2 separate regions of the Mus musculus genome follow, and region 2 is linked to region 1. The links are chromatin contacts, called in public HiChIP or PLAC-seq maps. All regions are on one chromosome and are shown on one strand. The core of a region is the stretch at or near the end of the contact, and the rest is flanking DNA. Distances in the headings are between cores, read along the strand shown.

What was found. HiChIP or PLAC-seq counts read pairs in DNA pulled down with a chosen protein or histone mark.
Region 2: an H3K4me3 HiChIP or PLAC-seq map of bone marrow-derived macrophages shows a contact between it and region 1, with 4 times the contacts expected there. The contact joins the promoter of Ahcyl1 here to the enhancer-like site in region 1. A contact is called at or near these places in 5 of 39 promoter capture datasets (the 3T3-L1 cell line, 3T3-L1-derived adipocytes, the HPC-7 cell line and 1 more), 2 of 15 datasets of contacts at CTCF or cohesin (CD8 T cells and the NIH/3T3 cell line), 26 of 484 Hi-C or Micro-C datasets (the AML12 cell line, the BV-2 cell line, the Ba/F3 cell line and 18 more), 13 of 115 datasets of contacts at active chromatin or transcription factors (CD8 T cells, the HPC-7 cell line, the SCID.adh cell line and 7 more) and 4 of 9 other capture datasets (adipose tissue, liver, macrophages and 1 more).

Annotation. Positions count from the first base shown.
Region 1 is chr3:107,657,450-107,663,824 of GRCm38.p6, forward strand. Ahcyl1 (S-adenosylhomocysteine hydrolase-like 1) reads right to left here. Exons shown (of 17, transcript NM_145542.4): 17 at 5,671-6,375. Among named protein-coding and RNA genes, the nearest start is that of Gm52629, 24 kb to the right of the region's middle. Within about 2 kb of position 1,727, at least 1 of the 459 cell types and tissues checked has an H3K27ac peak or open chromatin away from gene starts, as enhancers often do. A contact at or near this core is called in bone marrow-derived macrophages, where this site is marked.
Region 2 is chr3:107,692,110-107,698,124 of GRCm38.p6, forward strand. Ahcyl1 (S-adenosylhomocysteine hydrolase-like 1) reads right to left here and starts at 4,451. Exons shown (of 17, transcript NM_145542.4): 1 at 4,049-4,451. The coding sequence starts at 4,168. Gm40121 (a long non-coding RNA gene) reads left to right here and starts at 4,116. Exons shown (of 3, transcript XR_003954675.1): 1 at 4,116-4,620.

The DNA of each region.
Region 1 (6,375 bases), core at 477-2,976:
AGAAACAACATGCTAGGCCCAAGGAAAAGGTTATGCTCTGGTTTACGTTAATTTTCTTAAGGTGGGATTTTGAGAGAGCAGTGCTATGAAGAGGAGAAAGCCCCACCCAGGATATCTGTCTCAGAGTAGTCTTCTTTGGGGGGCTTTGTGTTCTTATCTGGTGATTATCTGTATTTGCCTGCTGTGGTTTAGAAAATGTTTTAAAAATCACATACCATACGTTTAGTGTGTGCGTAATAGCATGCTCATGGAGGCCAGCTGACAACTTAGGGGAGTTGGTTCTCACCTTCTACCACAAGGGTTCCCGAAACTCAAGTCATCAAATTTAGGGGCCATCCAGCTTGCCTTTTTTACCTTTTTGCCTTTTTTTTTTTTTTTTTTTTTTAAATAAATCAGATAGGGTTTCTCTGTGTAGCCCCAGATGTCCTGGAACTCACTTGTAGACCACACTGGCTTCGAATTCAGAGATCTGCCAGCCTCTGCCTGGGAATAGATGCATGTGATATCACACCCAGTTGACAAATGTGGTAGAGAACAATGTTACAGGAGGGTGCACACAACCAAGGAAGCAGCAGAGTTGGAGGACGCTGGTTTTATTTATTTGTTTGTTTTCTCAGAGGATTGGTTATAATAGCAAATAAAATTCCATCCCTGAGTACCTGAGAAAATGGTCTGGGGATCTCCTGGGGTCATTCTCATAGCATGAGTCCTCTCACATAAGTGGTCTCTGATTTAATATCTGTGACTCTGCTAGTAAGCCAGACCATAGATTTGGAATAGAAATGAACAAAAATTCGTTTGTTTAGCTGTCTAAGGGCACTGTAGGATTAGGGTGGGTAGGCTTTGCTTGAAAAAGAAAAATCTGTCTAAAGAGACCACTTTTATGTTTGCAGGAATTTCAAGTAAAAAGAGCCAGATATGGACGTTGGTGGCAAATTCAGCAACTAGCCAGACCTAAGGCTTCTGGGAAGCATCATCATCATCATCATTACTATTATCATTATTGTTATTGCTGTTGTTATCATTTACTCTTCTCCCCATTCTGTGACAAAATACCAGGCAGAAGCAACATAAGTAAGGATTTCCACCCATGGCTTCAGTCCAACACCATTGGCATCTTGTCTGAATCCATGATAGAGAAGTGACTATTAGCATATTACCCTGGAGGCTTGCCTGCAGTGACCCACAGACAACAGCTAGAACTCACTTATGCCCCAAAGGTTTCACAATCTCCCAACACAGAGTTACCAGCTGGAGACCAAGTGTGCGGACACTCAGGACCATGAGGAAAATCCAAACTGTAGCAGGTGAGGAGGATGTGACCAGTATTATTTCATCATTTGTGTGTTAGGGAGAATTGGGATAACATGATTTAGAAAGAGGTTAGTTCAGGGTGAAGTGGGTTAGGATGACCTGTAACAGACAAGCTAGCTAAGAAAAACTATTAACAAGAAAACCTCCAGGCAGAGAGGCCTTTACTCATATTACTTAGCTGATAATTGGCTTCTATAATCCCTTTTGAAGAGAAGCCTTCCTAGGGCTGTAGGACCAGTTAGAGTAGTTTGCCATCTTTGTTTTCCTATGAACCCTTGAGATTCACAATAGTGGGAGCGACAAGCTGGGATACCCTTCTATTTAGAGTAGAGCTGAACAGAGGGTAAACCTCCATGTTTTGTTTTGTTCATGTATTCTTTTATATGCAAGTGCTCTGTCTGCATATACTCTTGCATTCCAGAAGAGGGCATCAGATTCTATTATATAGATGGTTGTGAGCCACCATGTGGTTACTGTGAATTGAACTCAGGACCTTTTCAAGAGCAACCTTTCTAACAGCTGAACAACTTCACCTAGATCCTCCTTCAAGTTTTGAACAGGCTTGTAACTCCCAGGACTAAGTAGAAATTCCTCATGTGTCAGAAGCTGGTAAGATTTCTATAAACAAAACAACTGTAGAACACCTCACAAAGACTATTTTAAGGAATCAGGAGCTCTTCATACTCAGAGAAGGCACATGGATGAGCAGTTTTAGTCAGGACTGAGTTCTCTGAAATAACTTGGCCAGGATGTTTTTATGTCTATAATTAGCATTTTTGTTATGTTATCCATATCAAAAGTAATTGGTGATCCTCAGCACAGAAGAGAACTGTTGGGTGCCATGGGCCTGCCCCAGCCTTTAGGGCACCGGGACTGGGTGGGACACAGCATCAAATAAAGGTCAAAGACTGATGATCCCTGGCCGTATAATCTTACTGTTTGTGCTTTAGTAAGTGCTGGTTTCTTTTCTCTTAGTATTTGTGCTTTAAAAAGGCTGGCTTCTTTCTCTGTAATTTTCTCTTACTATTTTGTGGTATTTAGCACTGGTTTCTTTTCTCTCTTAAGGACCTTTTGCTGGCCAGGAGAGAGGTTTGGAACTCATTAACTCTTCGTGAACCAGAGGTCCGACTGGACCACTTGTCTCATCGACTTCACATGTGTTCATGCATAGTGACATACATACATACATACATACATACATTTGGTGGATGGGCCACACAGCCCCAGATGCCACACTTTATTCCTTTTCTCTGGCCTTATACCTTCTTAGACAAAAGTTCTTTAGAAAGTTCTCATAGAAAAATGATAAAGGGGGAATTGCAGGATGTTGATAGTTCAAAGCAGTGTTTCAGTCTATAAGCTCATTATAAGTTCAAAGCAACAGTTTCCCATAACCTCCCTTTATCATAGTACATACTTGTGGCTTCATCCTTGGATCTGACATAGGGTGTTTTTCCTCGATCACAAATTTGTCCCCAGCCTATTTCTCTTTTGTATTCCTTATTATGCAGGAGCCATTAGACTATGTACTAATGACAGAAAAAGGCATACCAGCTGTAAGAAGCAATCAATCCTGAAATAAAGTCTATTGGGACCTTGCCTCTTAAGAGCTCACCCATCATAGGCCATGCAAAAATGGTAGGTCATATCTAGGAAAGTCACCTGCTAGCCTTAGGCTCTCCTAGATGGATCCTGACAGTTGAGTATTTTGCTGTAAAGGAAGGCCCATTACTACTCTATAGGGCCTTGGTAACTCAAAGTCAAGAATGATCCCTTTAAATGTCAAGTAGGGTAACATATGCCTGTAGTCCCACCAATTAGAAGACAGAGGCAGGACAGTGAGTTCAAGGACAGCTTGGGCTATAGAAGAGACTCTATTCCATAGCATACGGTGTCAGTAATGACTAGGAGCTAGGCACAGCTCTGTGTTGGTGGCATGTGGGTAAAGTCCATCTGCCAATCCTTTCTCTGGGATATACTCACTTGGACTGGAGTGAAGTCCTCCTGCAATATTGTGTTACTAAATGAAATAGGTTTTGTCATTTGAGCAGTTCCAGAAAGTCCCTTGCCAAATAGGGAACTCATTGTATCCCTCCTGAAGCAAGAGTAATCATTTGTTTTTTTTTATTATTAAAAAAAATCTGTTTGCATGTGTTTATGTACATGTGTGTGCAGGTACCTGCAGAGATCAGAAGAGGGCATCAGATCATGAGAACTAAAATTTACAGGTAAGCTGGTTTTCCACGTGTGTCCCCCTCATCTTTTATAATGCTTCTACAGCTAATAAACCATTCTTACTCAATTGGCTCATCTCTTAAATCATGTCAATTGTTCCTACACATGTAAACTAATCGATTGTAGTCCTGGGCAGGCATGAGGGTAGACAGATCTAAGATCTGACAGATTCTAGGAACTGGGAGCTAGGTCCCAGGTGAGTCTGACATCTGGTTAGGCATCACTCTTCAGTCACAGCTTCACTTCTAGGCATCCTTGTATTTGATGAGGGATCTGAACCTTCAGAGGCTGTCCCAAAGCCAATTTAGAGCCCTTCAACTAGAAGTAAATGGATGCTATATCCTGAAGGCAGCTGAACAAACTGCCTAGGAAATTTGCTACAGCCCACTGTGTTATGGTTTGGGGGTCAGTATTCTGAGGACAAATCCATGGCCTCTTAGCAACTAAGATGAATGATGTTTTAAATTAGGGAGGCTCAGGAGATAGGTTTTAGTTAGGACCTATAATTATTCTTTGCATTTCTTTTGAAGAACCCAAAGCCTATATTATCTGTGTATTTTGAAAATGTAAAATGTTTAGTTTTGCAGATTCATAGATGAAGAACAACTGGTCTCAGGATGAACTATTTATTACTATATCTGATTTTGATGAGCCTCTGAATTTAGACTTTTGAGTTTGTGCTGGCGTTAAGACTTTTGGAACTACTAGAGTATTTTCTAGATTAAAAAAAAAAAAAACAACCAACCAAACCATAAACCCCATGAATTTTGGAGGCTGGGGCAAGAATGCCATGGCCTATACTCCTATATTCATCAGTTGAAACTGACTCACCAATGTGATATTACATGTGGTTTTTTTATGACATCATTTGAATGGACTAGGGGAAAGTGTTAGGTCCTGTTTGGATTCTCATTGTGGCAATGCCAAGAGGTACGTACCATCTTGGAAGCAGAGAACAGCCTATAATCACCAGTTTGCTGATTATTTCATCCTGGACATTTCAGCCTCCAGAAATGAGAGTAAATTTCTATCCTCTATAGAACGCCCAGTTTCACAAATTGGTTTATGTGTGTGAATGCATGCAGGTCTATCTATATGAATGTGTGTGCATTTGCTGGCCAGATAATAATCTTAGGACTCATTGTTAGGTACAGAATTCTTCTCCTTCTCCCAGCACTCGGGAGGCAGAGGCAGGCGGATTTCTGAGTTCGAGGCCAGCCTGGTCTACAAAGTGAGTGCCAGGACAGCCAGGGCTACACAGAGAAACCCTGTCTCGAAAAACCAAAAAAAAAAAAAAAGAATTCTCCTCCTTCAAGACAAGGCAGCTCACTGGCCTAGAGCACAACTAACTATGCTAGACTGGCTAGCAAGTGAATGCCAGGAATTCTCCTTGTCTCTGTCTCCCCAATGCTGGGATTGTATGTGCCAACACACCCCACATTTTTCACTTGGGTTTTGGGAAAGAAATATATGTCTTTATATGTGCAAGGCAAGAACTTTTATCAATTGAGACATCAATGCTTTTTTACAGCAGCAAGAATTAAGACAGACATCTACAGGCATTAGTCAACTTTCCATCACTATGATGAATACCCAAAATAATGAACTTATAGAAATAAAAATACTTTGGCTTATAGTGCTGAAGGCAGGTTTCAGTCCATGACTAACTGGCCACATTGCTTTGGGTCTATGTAAGGCAGAACAATAAGACAAAAATTCAAGGTGGAAACAAAACTGTTCATCTCACTAGCTAGGATGCAAAAACAATAGTGGGCGATGGCATACCATTCCTGTCAAGGGCACACTTCCAGTGACCTAAGCACCTTCCATTTGGTCCTACCTCCTAAAGGTTCCAGTGCACCACTCAACAGTGACATCAGATTTTAGGATATTCAATATCCATATCATAACAACTTAAGGTATTAATTAATGATAATAGGGTGCACTGGTTTAATGCTATATCCCAGCTACTTGGAAGATTGAGTTAGGATGACTTGATTCAAGAAGTCTGAGGCCAGCTTATGTAAGACAGATCTTGTCTTCAAACGGCTTGTCTCATCCTAGGAAACAGGGTCTAATCAAGTTTTGCTATTTAACCAAAAAAGACACACGACTACTAAATGTCTTATCATTTTTAACTGATTTTAATGATTATTGCTCATCTGCAAGGATTAATATTGCATTCATTAAAAATCATTCAATACAAAATGAATATTTTCCTCCCAAGTTGGTCTCCAAATGTCCCCTCTGATGCCAGACATTTTGCAGTGTCCTTTGTTACATGGCTTGACAGAGACTAGCCCTTACCTATTATTCCTATGGACACAGTAATAGATATAGGACCAGAGGGCAGATTAGAGGGCAGCAGTAACTTGGCCCCTTCCCTCAGTAGAGCTGACCAGATGGATACACTGCTGTTAGCCAAGACAAGTCCCTACTGAATGTGATGGTCTGACTGGATGGTTAAGTGCCCTAGGAAAGGGGTCTTCAAATGTTAGCATTTATAGAGAAGAAAGCATGATCACATTGGCAAGGAGCAGGAAGGGACTGGGTACAGAGAAATGGGAGATGAAAGGGAAAGACGTTTTGGCAAGATAATTGTTCCCTGCAAGGAAGGTGCAGGGTAAAAGCTTTCCGTTCTTGCATTCTGTCTTTAATGCCTGTTTCTCTGATCAGTGGAAAGAGAGAAGTAAACATTTCTAGTACCTATCATTAACACATAACCCATCTTTGAAGGATCACAAGCTAGAACACGTTGAGGACTTAAAATCCTGGATAGTTATATACTTAAAGCTTGTGAGCATGAAGCTCATTTGACCATGCAGA
Region 2 (6,015 bases), core at 3,201-5,700, 37 kb after region 1:
CTGATTTTTCCTAAGGACAGAAACTATGATTTCATGAAATTCTTCAAAGATTAAGGCTCAAAAGATTAAGAAGCATTATGCACAGTCTCTAATGCAGCAACTACCAAAGGCATTTCCTCAGGCCAAAGTAAGACCAATTCTAATTCTCTGCCTTCTACACATACTCTGTAGTCACCTTTTCTAGACTTAGAAACACTGATGAGGGTTTACATTCTCTAAATTCAAAATAAACTTCTACAACAAGATAACATTAACAATTTGGTTAAATGGTAACAAAGCAGTAAAAGAACTGCACAGAACCTAGGCTAAACGTTTAACATGCTACTCAGCAGGATCCTGAGTCCTTCCTCCTTAGATGTCAGAAATTTACAGAAGGGTAATATTCTGAGAGGTATTTAGAGAATCATGTCCATCAAAGGAGTTTTCATCAATAAATTAGAGATTGGGGTTTATTTATGGAAAACCAACAATCTGACACAATGTCAATTTCTGAAGTTCCAAAGACAGTTACTATCTACACCACAAAATGTATTGGATTTGTCTTGAGTAACTGCCAACATTAAACAGGGTTCTCCTTCAGTTGTGGTACAATGTACACTTCTCCTTACTACTAAAAGAGCCCTCACTTCAACCTTTCCTGACCATCCTAACTGAAACCACTTATAAGTTGTGAATAAGCTTTATCATGTAAGTTATACCACAGCCAGGCAGTGGTGGCGCACGCCTTTGATCCCAGCACTTGGGAGGCAGAGGCAGGTGGATTTCTAAGTTGGAGACCAGCCTGGTCTACAGAGTGAGTTCCAGGACAGCTAGGGCTACACAGAGAAACCCTGTCTCAAAAAAACCGGGGGGTGGGGGTGGGGTTAGGATATACCACAGCAATCAATATGGACCCATGAAAACTGCCTTTATAATTCTAGGTCAGGAAAAAATGTCTTCCATTATTTCTCATGTCTACTAAGAGACAAGACTATGGTTCTTTTCATGTTCTTCTGGATGTTAGGATGTTTTACAGAGTTGCTTATGATAATCTGTATCACTAATTATCTTAGCCTTCAAAGTTAACAATACTTTCCCATTATTTCTTAAGTTTTATCTTCTCAGTAGTTGGCATTTATGACTCTCTACAAGTCACAACAAATGCTCACTGAAAAGAGGGGACAGGGCCAGCAAGATGCTCAGCAGCAGGTAAAGACATTTGCTGCCAAGCCTGACAACCTGAGTTTGATCGGATTAGACTCATGGAAATTATACTGACTCCTCTGTGCACACATGTCCTCCCTCCATAAATTAATATATGAAAATATTTTAAGGAGGGAGTAAAATATACTTTAAAAAATTACTGTTACTATCTTAAGTTCCAAATATCTCTGGCATCACCTGTTCCAAACAACAGACATTTATTAGGCAAATGCAGAAACTGAGGCACAAGAGTTATTCACTTAGGGGGATACCAATTAATAGTTGGCTTTCTGACTGCCAAATATTCAAGTCTTAAATCAAACCAACAAGCCCTGTAATATATAGTACTGGAGTAGACATCCAATATAAAACTGGCTATCATTTTAGTTAGAGAATAAGATATGCTTTTGCTTGAATGGGCATATAATATACTGTACCTCAAACAAAGCAAACAATAATTAAAAACTGGCAAGACAAGCATACTAGAAGCTGACTTGATGGAGAAGCTTTAAAGTCACCTATGGCCCCAGGAATGCCCTCAATTCCAGCGAGAGCTCAGTAATGGGAATGATCCAAAGATTACCTGGTCTACAGTCGAGCTGGGATCCTTTGGGATGACGGACTACATCATTTTAAAGAGACCTTTTCCTCACACTATTCAGTACCATGCCACCTGCACCCTCACCTTTTCTATACTTCATCACATTATCACCACATGGAAGAGGCTCAACAGTGACCTAAGTCAGAATATCGAGGAACTGAAATCCTGAGAGGGAATAAAAAACCAAAACCAGAGTACCCAGAATTTACTACATGACCTTGACTAGTCCTTAACTGGTCCATTAACTAAGTAAATGCTTCTTATCATCATCATTAAGGGAAGGTAATTAGTCATCATAATACATCTTAATACAAGTACAACGTACATACCACACAATAAAGCTCAAAGAACAAGATGAATAACATGAGGACACATACATTAGCAAATGGAAATTTACAACAGGGTCTTCCCACACGCCTGGCAGGACTTGCTTATTTTAGTTAATGGAATATGAGTCTCTAAAGTCATTAGCACTTGGCTTCACAATAATACTCATTTGTGATATTCCTTTCAGACAGAGGAAAAGGGATATTTACTGCTGTTGGCATTCAGCATCTCAGTTACTGGTTAGCCAGATTGCCAATTAATAATTGAGTACTACATTCAAGGGACAAAACTAGGCTCCATAACTAGGCTCCATAGATACAATGGTAACCAAGAGTCCTGGCCTCCAGGAGTTTACAATGTATAATACAGATTTTGGCTTATCAATATTGACTTGCAAGAATATAGTTACACTGAAAGAAAAAAATAAGGAACAATAAAAATGACTAAGACTCTCTGGAGTACCTAGACAAAAGAAGGTGGGCTTATGACAAGAGATAAGAGTCAGGGGGTTAGTCTATCAGTGTTTCCAATTCTCCACTTAACTCATCTGAGGTACTGCACGTATGCATTTTGCTTGTAAGAACTCTAACTTTGTATTCAAATAGTGCAGATTGCAAAAGGTCACTTCTCTAACAAAGCAGTTGGGGAATGAGAGCACTAAAAATGAGGTCAACTGGATCCCTTAGGATGGAGGGACCTTCTATAAACCTTTCAAAGGTGTTATTGGTGACATTCTCAATTTTGTGAGAAAACAGAGCTAAAGCACACAGCAATGACTTTTTTTTTTTTCCCCAAGACCAGTCAATTAGTTTCCTGGAGGAAAATAAATAAAGCCCTCTCAGGCACTGAGAGCAGCTTAACTAGTTCCAGTACAGGAGCCTTGGGGATTAACTGCTCTGCAAACCTTGCTCAGCTGAATCTATATCATCCTTGAACCCTACAAATACTGTAGGCAGGATTGATTGTGAAGAGACTTTATACAAGAGGAAACTATTTCAGAAAGGTCACCTCCTTGTTCCACTGCTAATTGGGTACCAGGTTAGAGGAAGGGTCAGCAAAGGTTCGACAGAAAGCACTGGAGACCCCGACCCTACCACTGAGAGAGCTAGTTAGACTCAGCCCTCCATAGATCACCTTTTCCAAGAGCCATAGAAGGATGTCCTTTGAGCTCAACCCCCAGCACAATAGGCTGAACTTGTAAGTGCAGTAAAGAATGAGCAATCATTTCTTCCCACCCACCTCCCCAACCCACCCAAGCTCCTTTCTGGAGGGATGTCTAAGTGATCTATTCACATGACTGCGATCAACCTGCATCCATGACAGTGTCTACTGTCACCAACCTCTAAATTTTCCTTTCTCACATACTTCCTAGCAGGTGGAAGACTGCACGGCGATTACCATTTTGCCTTTCCATCTCTTGTTGCTTTTAGAACCGTCAGCTGCATAAACCAGTTCATACGATTCTTTCCTCTTGCCTCTAAGCGATCACGCAGTTGTTGGTCGAACGGCCAATTCTCCCCCAAGAAGATGCTTTGAAAAAGAGCTGCCTGATTTCCCCCACTCACCTGAGGGGAAATTTCCTGCACAACCTCATCCCCTGGACAGGTCACAGGGGTCAGCTGAGTCGCTCACCCCCTCCCAATCTCGTCTTCAAGGCCCTCCATCCAGGAAAAGTCAGTCGCGAATTTAAGGCCTGGCCCTGTCGGGCTTCAGTAAGATCCAGGAGGACTCCGGCCGAGGGACAAAGAAAAGCGAGGTCAGAGCGGCCTCTTTGGCTCCAGCTAGGCCCATCGCCGCTCACCGGCCACCCACTACATCGTGTCAATGGTCCTGAGCACCCCAAACCCTAGCCCTAAGTCCCGAACTACCCGAGTCCGGGCCCGGGGCTTGCTCGCGCCCCTTCCTCGAGGGCCCTCGCCGCCACCCAGAGCCCCGCACCTTCTTGGGAGCCTTGGTGACCGTGGCCATGAAGGAGTACTTCTCGGCGTCCTCGATCTCCTTGGCCTGTTTCAGCTCCTCCCCGACACCGGGCAGCGGCATCGCGTCAGGCATCGACATCCCCCGGCCGGCCCGGCCCGCGGCTAACCCGCCGCCCCCGCCTCTTTCCCTCACGGGCGCCCGCCCGTCCGCGCGGCGCCCTCGGCCACGCGCTCGCCCGCCTTCCCGCCAGGCCCCGCGCCGAGCTGCTTGGGCTTCCGAAGGGCTGGGACCCGCGCGCGCGCGCCTCGTCGGCTCCGAGACCGGAGCCTGCCGGACAGCGACGGCGGCCACAGAACCAGAAGCAACAGCACGCAGCTCCGACCTGCCCGCGCAGCCACCTCCGCCACACGCAAGCACGCACGCAAAGTAAGGGTAGAGGGCGGAGACGCCACGTCAAGTACTGGCAGCCCCAAGGAGAGGGGGGCGGAAAGAGGCGGGGACAAATGGCGCGCTCTGGTGACGTCAACATGCTGGGCCGGGCCGCAGGAATCGCCCCTCCTTTCCTGCGCCTCGGTGATGAACGTCCCAGGGTGAGTAGTTGAACCTTGTCTGCCGCCAGGTGGTGCCATCAGCCCTATTGAGCCGAGTGTGACTCCTATAAAGATGCCACAAGACTAAGGGTCTTTGGACTACCAACTCCCCAGGAAACCTCAGCATGGGGAGGTGGCAGAGCATCGGGGATCGGGAAGATGGCATATCAAGAGCGATGCTTGGGAGCATAAACCAGAGTCCCACCGGACACATTTTACCCGGCCCTTTTTGGGAAAATTCAGTGTTAGAGACAGCCTACTCCCGGCCCACACCCTGGGCCCTTTGGGCCAGAAGTCCATTTCCAGGGGACAGTGTTTGCTTTTTTACTTCACAGGGGTGCAGAACAAGCTGAGAGCAGTCTGGTTTCTACACAACCCTTTATGACCTCCATCACCATCTCCTCCTGGGCCTTGTCTGTTTACAAGACCTTCAGGCTGCAGTGCTGATGTGAAGAGGTCATTAAGATAAGGTTGATGGGTTGGTCAGAGGGCAGAGAACAGGGCAGATTGAGAAAAAGTCCCAGCCAAATGGGTTCTCCTGCTCCATGCTCTCTAGGCAGTAGGCTCTCCCTGCCAGCTCCACTCTCAGTGAGTGTAGTGCAGAACGTTCAGTTTGGACTCGCACAGTTTCTGGATTCTACTGTGTACAGCCCCCGTATAAAGGCCCTGGGATGGTAGAGGTGCATGTGGCATATTTATGTTTTCCAAGAACCCATCCATTTGGGAAGGGAAAGCCTATTCGTAAGCTGGGGTCAACTGCGGTATCTTATCCTTTGAGAGTCATTCAAATGACATTGGCTCCAATTCCTATGTCCTGTGGAAAGTACAATGTTGTCCCCAGGATTTCTGTGAATTACTGAGGGGACTTAGGTTTTCATGGTCATCTCTGGCTCTAGTTTGCTGCCTCATCTGAAACATTACTCACTATTCCAGTCTTACAACTGTTTCTTTAGCTCTTGTAGTCACATCAGCCCCTTTCTCTTTCCAACTCTTACTCCTAAACCACAAAAAATGAGGCTATAACATGTAGCAGAACTTTTAATGAAGGTTTGTTGGTCAAAGGGGAGAGGTTACATCACATAGCAAACAGTCTACAATTACATTTCTGAAATGTTCCAAAAAGAGATTTCAGCCATCTATCTCACCATTGGGATTTCTCAATGACCACAATCTCCCTCAAAGCTCTCTAGTATACTCCGCATCTAGCTGTTTCCTGTGGCTCCTTTTTCATTCCTTTGCTTCACTCTTCTCTCTTGGGTGGACTCTGAGAAGCCAGATTCTTCCCCACTATGCTGAGAATAAGTCCTCCTGAGAGCCTTTCCACTAAATCCTCTCTAAGCTCATTCTTTTATATCCAGCACCTCACTGGGTTCTGGGTTGTTTGTGAGAGGGTCT